2 separate regions of the Oryctolagus cuniculus genome follow, and region 2 is linked to region 1. Evidence: chromatin contacts called from public Micro-C data. All regions are on one chromosome and are shown on one strand. Each heading gives the region's core, a stretch centred on a gene start, on an enhancer-like site or on the middle of the called end of the contact. The rest is flanking DNA. Distances are from core to core; before and after follow the strand shown. Region 1 has its middle 14 kb from the start of SCYL1. Region 2 overlaps POLA2 (DNA polymerase alpha 2, accessory subunit).

The links. Hi-C and Micro-C count contacts between places; a contact is called where the count stands out from the background.
Region 2: a contact with region 1 is called in a Micro-C map of ear pinna, with 3 times the contacts expected there. The contact joins two enhancer-like sites. A contact is called at or near these places in 2 of 6 Hi-C or Micro-C datasets (ear pinna and an unstated tissue).

The regions. Positions count from the first base shown.
Region 1 is chr1:6,166,121-6,169,416 of mOryCun1.1, forward strand. No RefSeq gene overlaps it. Among named protein-coding and RNA genes, the nearest start is that of SCYL1, 14 kb to the left of the region's middle. Within about 2 kb of position 1,536, at least 3 of the 8 cell types and tissues checked have an H3K27ac peak or open chromatin away from gene starts, as enhancers often do.
Region 2 is chr1:6,337,901-6,341,196 of mOryCun1.1, forward strand. POLA2 (DNA polymerase alpha 2, accessory subunit) reads right to left here. Exons shown (of 18, transcript XR_007913532.2): 5 at 934-1,040. Among named protein-coding and RNA genes, the nearest start is that of POLA2, 5.9 kb to the right of the region's middle. Within about 2 kb of position 1,716, at least 3 of the 8 cell types and tissues checked have an H3K27ac peak or open chromatin away from gene starts, as enhancers often do.

The DNA.
Region 1 (3,296 bases), core at 286-2,785:
CCGTTGGTTCACCCCGCAAGTGGCTGCTACGGCCGGCGCTGTGCCAATCTGAAGCCAGGAGCCAGGTGCTTCTCCTGGTCTCCCATGGGGTGCAGGGCCCAAGCACCTGGGCCATCCTCCACTGTACTCCCGGGCCACAGCAGAGAGCTGGCCTGGAAGAGGGGCAACCGGGACAGAACCGGCACCGCAACTGGGACTAGAACCTGGTGTGTCAGCGCCACAGGCGGAGGATTAGCCTAGTGAGCCACGGCACCGGCCCTCAAATAATTTTTTAAATGTCTGTCCCTCTCAAATAAATAAATCTTAAATAAATAAATAAAATGTTTATCTTCATTTACTTAATAGGCAGAGCAAGAGAGAGAGGGGTCTTCCTTCTGCTGATTCACTCCCCAAATGCCTGCAACAGCCAGGACTGGGCCAGGCCAGACCAGGAGCCCAGAACTGCACTTGGTTCTCTCACAGGGGGCAGCAGGGACCCAAGCACTTTGAGTCTGCTGACTCCCAGGATGCATTGCAGGAAGCTGGATCAGAAACGCAGAGCTGGGCCTGGTGCTGTGGCGCAGCGGGTTAAAGCCCTGGCCTGCAGCGCCAGCCTCCCTCGTGGGCGCTGGTTCTAGTCCCAGCAGCCCCTCTTCCAATCCAGCTCTTTGCTGTGGCCTGGGAAAGCAGTGGACGATGGCCCCAGTGCTTGGGCCCCTGTGTGGGAGACCCAGAAGCAGCTCCTGGCTCCTGGCTTCGGATCGGCACAGCTCCGGCTGTTGCCATTTGGGGAGTGAACCAGTGGATGGAAGACCTCTCTCTCTTTCAAGTAACTCTTTCAAGTAAATAAATTAAATATATTTTTAAAGATCTTATTTATTTGAGAGGTAGATTTACAAACAATGAGAGGGAGAGACAGAGAGAGAGGTCTTCCATCTGCTGGTTCACTCCCCAGATGGCCGCAACAGCCGGAGCTGTGCCGACCCGAAGCCAGGAGCCAGGAGCTTCTGTCTCCCACACGGGTGCAGGGGCCCAGGGACTTGGGCCATCTTCTGCTGCTTTCCCAGGCCACAGCTGAGAGCTGCATTGGAAGTGGAGCAGCTGGGACTTGAACCGGCGCCCATATGGGATGCCGGCGCCACAGGTGGAGGATTAACCTACTGCGCCAGAGCGCCGGCCCCATAAACCTTAAAAAAAAAAAAAAAAAAGTGCAGAGCCGGACACTCAGGGGCTCTGCAGTGTGGGATGCGAGCACTAGCAAGGCCCACCCCGAGATCCAGCCTCTGGCTGTGGACACAGCCTGTTGGGGACTCTGCGTTCCGCACTCCCTTTGAGGCAGACAGAGGTGACTTTGGGCTGACTTTCCACCCTTGCCTGTCACCGATGGGAGCCGGGTCTGGCCTTTACTACATTTCCATGGGATGCATGCAGCCATGCAGCCCGGCAGGTCCGCGGCCTGCTGTTCCCCAGTGCCATGTGTGCGCCTCCATGGGAGCCCTCAGCTCTGCACACCCGGCCCTGCTCCCACGGGGACACCCAAACGGGGCGAGGGGACTCCGGGCAGGCCCGCAGCGCCTGGTCCAGCTCCTCCCGTGGCCAGGGACAGAGCTGTCCCAGCACTCAGGCCTGTGGCCAGAGCCCACTCAGCCTGGGGTTAGCCATTGCCTCAGCCAAGGACGGCGACACACAGGTGAAGTAAGGGAGCTGACTAGGGCTCTGATCCCAGCTCCACTGCTCTGGCCACGAGCCAATCACAACCTGCTTCCCCCATTCACAAAATCAGGTATTAGGATGGCAGCGCTGCTGGGGCCGGCGCTGCGGCGACTCCACTGGCCAGGAATGCGGCGTCAGCAGGGGTCCCCCACCATGCTGGGTGCCAATCTTCCTTAGACCTGGCTGGGCTGATGGGAATGGGCCTCAAGGCCCAGGAAGTGGGGTGGGATGGCGTCCCAAGGAGGGACATATACTAAGGGGTTTCACACCGGGGCCACAGGCCAGCCCTCCCAGTATCAGAGGCACAATGTCCCAGGGGACAGGGACCTGCACCGGCTGCTCAGCCACTCAGAATGTACCTTCACAAAGGCAGGGCCGGTCAAGCTGCCATGAACCGCACGTTCTGTCCTGGCTGCCTCACCTATCCAGTTTCCAGGCTGGAAAAGGCAGATGGCCCAAGTGTTCGTGGGCTGGTCCATCCACATGGGAGGCCTGGCTCCTGCCTGGCCCGGCCCTGTTGCAGCTGCCTAGTTCAGGAAGTGAGAACACTTGCAAACTGTAAGTGTCAGGGCCAGTGCTGTGGCATGGCGGGTAGAGCCTCCGCCTGCGTGTGGCATCCCGCACGGGCACCGGTTTGAGACCCCGCTGCTCCACTTTGGATCCAGCTCTGGGCCGTGGCCTGAGAAAGCGGAAGATGGCCCAAGTGCTTGGGCCCTGCACCCATGTGGGAGACCCAGAGGCGGCTCCAGGCTCCTGGCTTCGGACTGGCACAGCTCCTGCTGTCGTGGCCAACTGGGAGTGAAGCAGAGGATGATCTCTTTCCAATGGATAAATCTGTCTTGTACCAACGTTCCTGTGGCAATGCTACCTGTCCCGACACTCCACCAAGCGTCCCGCCTCCTGAGCGGCATCATGAACGCCGTTTCCCAGGGATGGGACACCCGGCACCACACCCCCCATCTACTCAGGGACAATTATTTTATACACAGAAGAATCACACCAATGAAGTTTTCAATTTTTATTGCAAGAAACCAAAGTGAGTCTTTCTTCTCCAACACTATGAAGACCACCTGAAAGACAAGGAGTCCGTTTCTTGTGTGAGTAAGCAGAGCCAAGGCAGGGTTCACACGAGTTCCACGTCAAGGACGAGACGCCGAGGCCGGCGCTGTGGTGGTTAAGGGCCTGTAGGGGACACCGGCATCCTATATTCGAGTGCTGGTTTAAGTCCTGGCTGCATCAACTCCCAGCTGCTGCTCTTCCAACCCAGCTACAGAAGCCCACTCTCCCCCCTCAGACAAGTAAAGTTGGGGCCAACACTGCGGTGCAGTGGGCCGAGCCACTGCCTGCAACGTCAGCGTCCCATTCCAGCCCTGGCTACTGCACTTCCCATCCGGCCGACCGCAGAGGCACTTGGGAAAGCAGAAGGTGGCCCAAGCATGTGGGAAGCCAGGATGAAGCTCCCGGTTCCAGCCTGGCCCAGCCCTGGCTTTGGTGGCCACGTGGGGAGTGAACCAGTTGACAGAAAACCTCATCCCCTCCAGCCGCCTCGTCAACTGCATCTTTCGCAGCTCCCACTCGAGCCCAACACCCATCACGAGGACAGG
Region 2 (3,296 bases), core at 466-2,965, 170 kb after region 1:
CACTCTGCTTCCATCCCACTGCCGCCAAGGCGCACCCTGGGAAGCAGCAGGTGATGGCCCAAGCAGCTGGGTCCCAGCTTCCCTCCCGGGAGATCCGGATGGAGCTCCTGGCTCCCGGCTCCGGCCTGGCCCAGCCCCAGCTGTTGTGGGCATTTGGGGAGTGAACCAGCAGATGAAATAGCTGTCTCACTCTGCTGCTCTGCCTTTCAAATAAGTAAACTAAGTACAAACATAAAAAAATCAAGTGATAGAGCCTGAGAAATCTCAAGCTCTCGTCAGTCTAGAAGAGGTGGTGGCTCCCGGGCCTCACCCAGAGGGGCCAGCACTGACAGACGCGTCCTCTGCCCATGGGGTTCTCGCACATAAGACGTGCCATTTACAGCCTGCAGTCACTGGCGACCTCTGTGGGTTTATGTGCAGTGGTGGTGGCAGGGATAAACACCAATTAACTCAGCACAGACTCACAGTGAAGACGACTGACTAGCTGTGACCTGAGTGAGGAATAATCAACAGGTTACACAACACTATGAACAAAGACACGTGCTTTTTCTTTTGAAAAAATAATTAGGTTGAAAGAAAGAAGAAGAAGAAAGCAAGCCCAGCAAAACACAAACTAAGAGAAGCAGGTGGAAACCCACTTGTCAGACTGGCAGGTTCCTGGACAGACGGGCTGTTGGCTGCAGAAGACGCCAGTTCCCGATCTAGGAAAGGCGCCTGCAGAAGTGGGTGGGCAGCCAGTCTCCCCCATTACTGTGAGAAACAGAAATCTGCCACAAAGGCAGCGCCGGGGAGGCCGGGGGCACTGGCTCTCCCGGTGGCTCTCGGCAGAGGTGCCCTCCGCCCAGTTAATCAGTTACTCTGCGGTCAGCCTGCAGCAGCCAGCCAGCAGGGGCTGCTCTGGGGCACCTGGAGGCACCCCAGTCTGATCCGTACCTTGGAGAGAAACTTGACGGAGAAAGCAGCTGGTGGGGGCTACGGGCAGACACAGTCCTTTTCGTCAGGGGGGTTTCTGGGGTGGTGATAGCTCGCTTCTGAGAGCCCTAGAAACCAGGAAACAAAACCCCAGTCACTCGAGATCCAAGGTGCTCACTGAAGTACAGTTCCTTCGCAAGGGCACAGCACCCAACGAGAAGGCTGGCTCTCTTGTTTGGGCCCCATCGTCCAAGCAGAGCCCCAAGAAACTTCCCACAACCATGACCCGACATTCATCAGCACCGTCCCCAGTCTGAAGGCAATTACGAAAAAACACAAATAATATTTTCCAAAAAGGACAGCCAGGCGGGCAGTCTGCTCACTTGCCGTCCTCACTTCTCTTTGCTTTAGAACACATTTGAGTTTTGCAACCCCTAGCTTTGACCTGTGCGCACATTTTCCTGAAGAGGGATGGGACCGTGTCCCAGCTTATTCTGGCAAAGTCTACCACACATTTCCAACATCAAGAAGGGACAGGCTCCAGGCAGAGGACACGAGGATACGGCTGAGCTCACACTTGGAGAGCAGTCAGCAAACACCTCACTGCTGGTCACTTCTGCACTCGGGTTTTTTGTTGCTGTTGGCTCATCAATAAGGATCCAAAGACAAGACCAGAATGGAGGCTGAATCCACAGCCCAGAGACGGGCTGTCCCCTCAAGTCTAGGACAACTGAGTGTAACACAGGAAAGACAACCCTCGTCTGGACTGCAGCCAGGAAGCCGGCCTGCCGGAGAGAGCTCCTCCCGGCTGCTGCTGAAGGCGCGCTCCAGCTCCGAGCTGCCGGCTGCTCGTGGCTGCCGACTGGTGGTCAGTGTTAGAACGCCAGAGCACGGATTCAAACTGCCATTAAACAGCTACAATGGAAACTACATCTCAATTCTTTAGGAGATTTTTACTAGGGACTATTACATATTAGGTCAAATACAAAGATTAAAATTTTATTTATGAAGAAGCAGTGGGATGGGAGAGAGGAGGGGGAGTCTCCCATTCACTAGTTTACTTCTAGGACCTGATCCAGGTCTCCCTTCTGGGTAGAGGGACTCACCCACTTGAGCCATCACTTGTGGGCGAGGAGAGTATCATTAGCAGGAACCTGGAACCAGGACATGGGAACGGGTATCCCAACAACCTGGCCAAATACCTGTCCCCTAGAAAGGCTTCTGATATTTTCTCAAATCATTTTCATCATTATTTAAAGATTTATTTATTTATTTACTTGAAAGTCAGAGTTTTAGGGTAAAGCTGCTATGGTGTAGTGGGTAAAGCCACCGCCTACAGGGCCAGCATCCCATATGGGCACCAGTTCAAGTCCCCGCTGCTCCACTTCTGATCCAGCTCTCCACTATGGCCTGGGAAAGCAGTGGAAGAGGGCCCAGGTCCTTGGGTCTCTGCACCCACGTGGGAGACCTGGAAGAAGCTCCTGGCTCCTGATCGGCGCAGCTCTGGCCGTTGTGGCCAATTGGGGAGTGAACCAGTAGATGGAAGACCTCTCTCTTTCTACCTCTCCTTCTCTCTCAGTTTAACTATGACTTTCAAATAAATAAATAAAAACAATAAAAAGAGTTTTATAGAGAGAGAGAAAGAGATAGAGACCTGTCCTCTGGCTCACTTCCCAGATGGCCACAATGGCCAGGACTGGGCCAGGCCAAAGGCAGGAGCTCTATTTAATTATTAAAAAGACTGAATTATTTATTTGAAAGAACTATAGAGAGGGGAGCGACAGAGATTCCACGTGCCTCTAGCCCAGGCACATCCTGCATCTCCTGAGCTGTATTCACGTTTCAAACTGGTCAATATGTCAATGCAACTCACTCAGCTCGGACTCCATGGTCACAGACTGATTCATCACCGAGTCTCCCTCAGCAGGCGTTTCCACGGCAGGAGTGGGGTGTCCTGCATGTGCTGTTTCAATCAGAAGGTTATCTACTTTAAAAAGTAAATCTGCGGAGCCAGCACGGTGATGTAGCAGATAAAGCCGCTGCCTGCAGTGCCGGCATCCCATATGGGTGCCAGTTTGAGACCTGGCTGCTCTACTTTTTGTTTTGTTTTGTTTTTTGTCTTTGACAGGCAGAGTGGACAGTGAGAGAGAGAGACAGAGAGAAAGGTCTTCCTTTGCCATTGGTTCACCCTCCAATGGTCGCCGTGGCCAGCGCACCACACTGATCCAATGGCAGGAGCCAGGTGCTTCTCCTGGTCTCCCATGGGGTGCAGGGCCCAAGCACTTGGGCCATCCTCCACTGCACTCCCTGGCCACAGCAGAGAGCTGGCCTGGAAGAGGGGCAACTGGGACAGAATCCGGAGCCCCGACCGGGACTTGAACCCG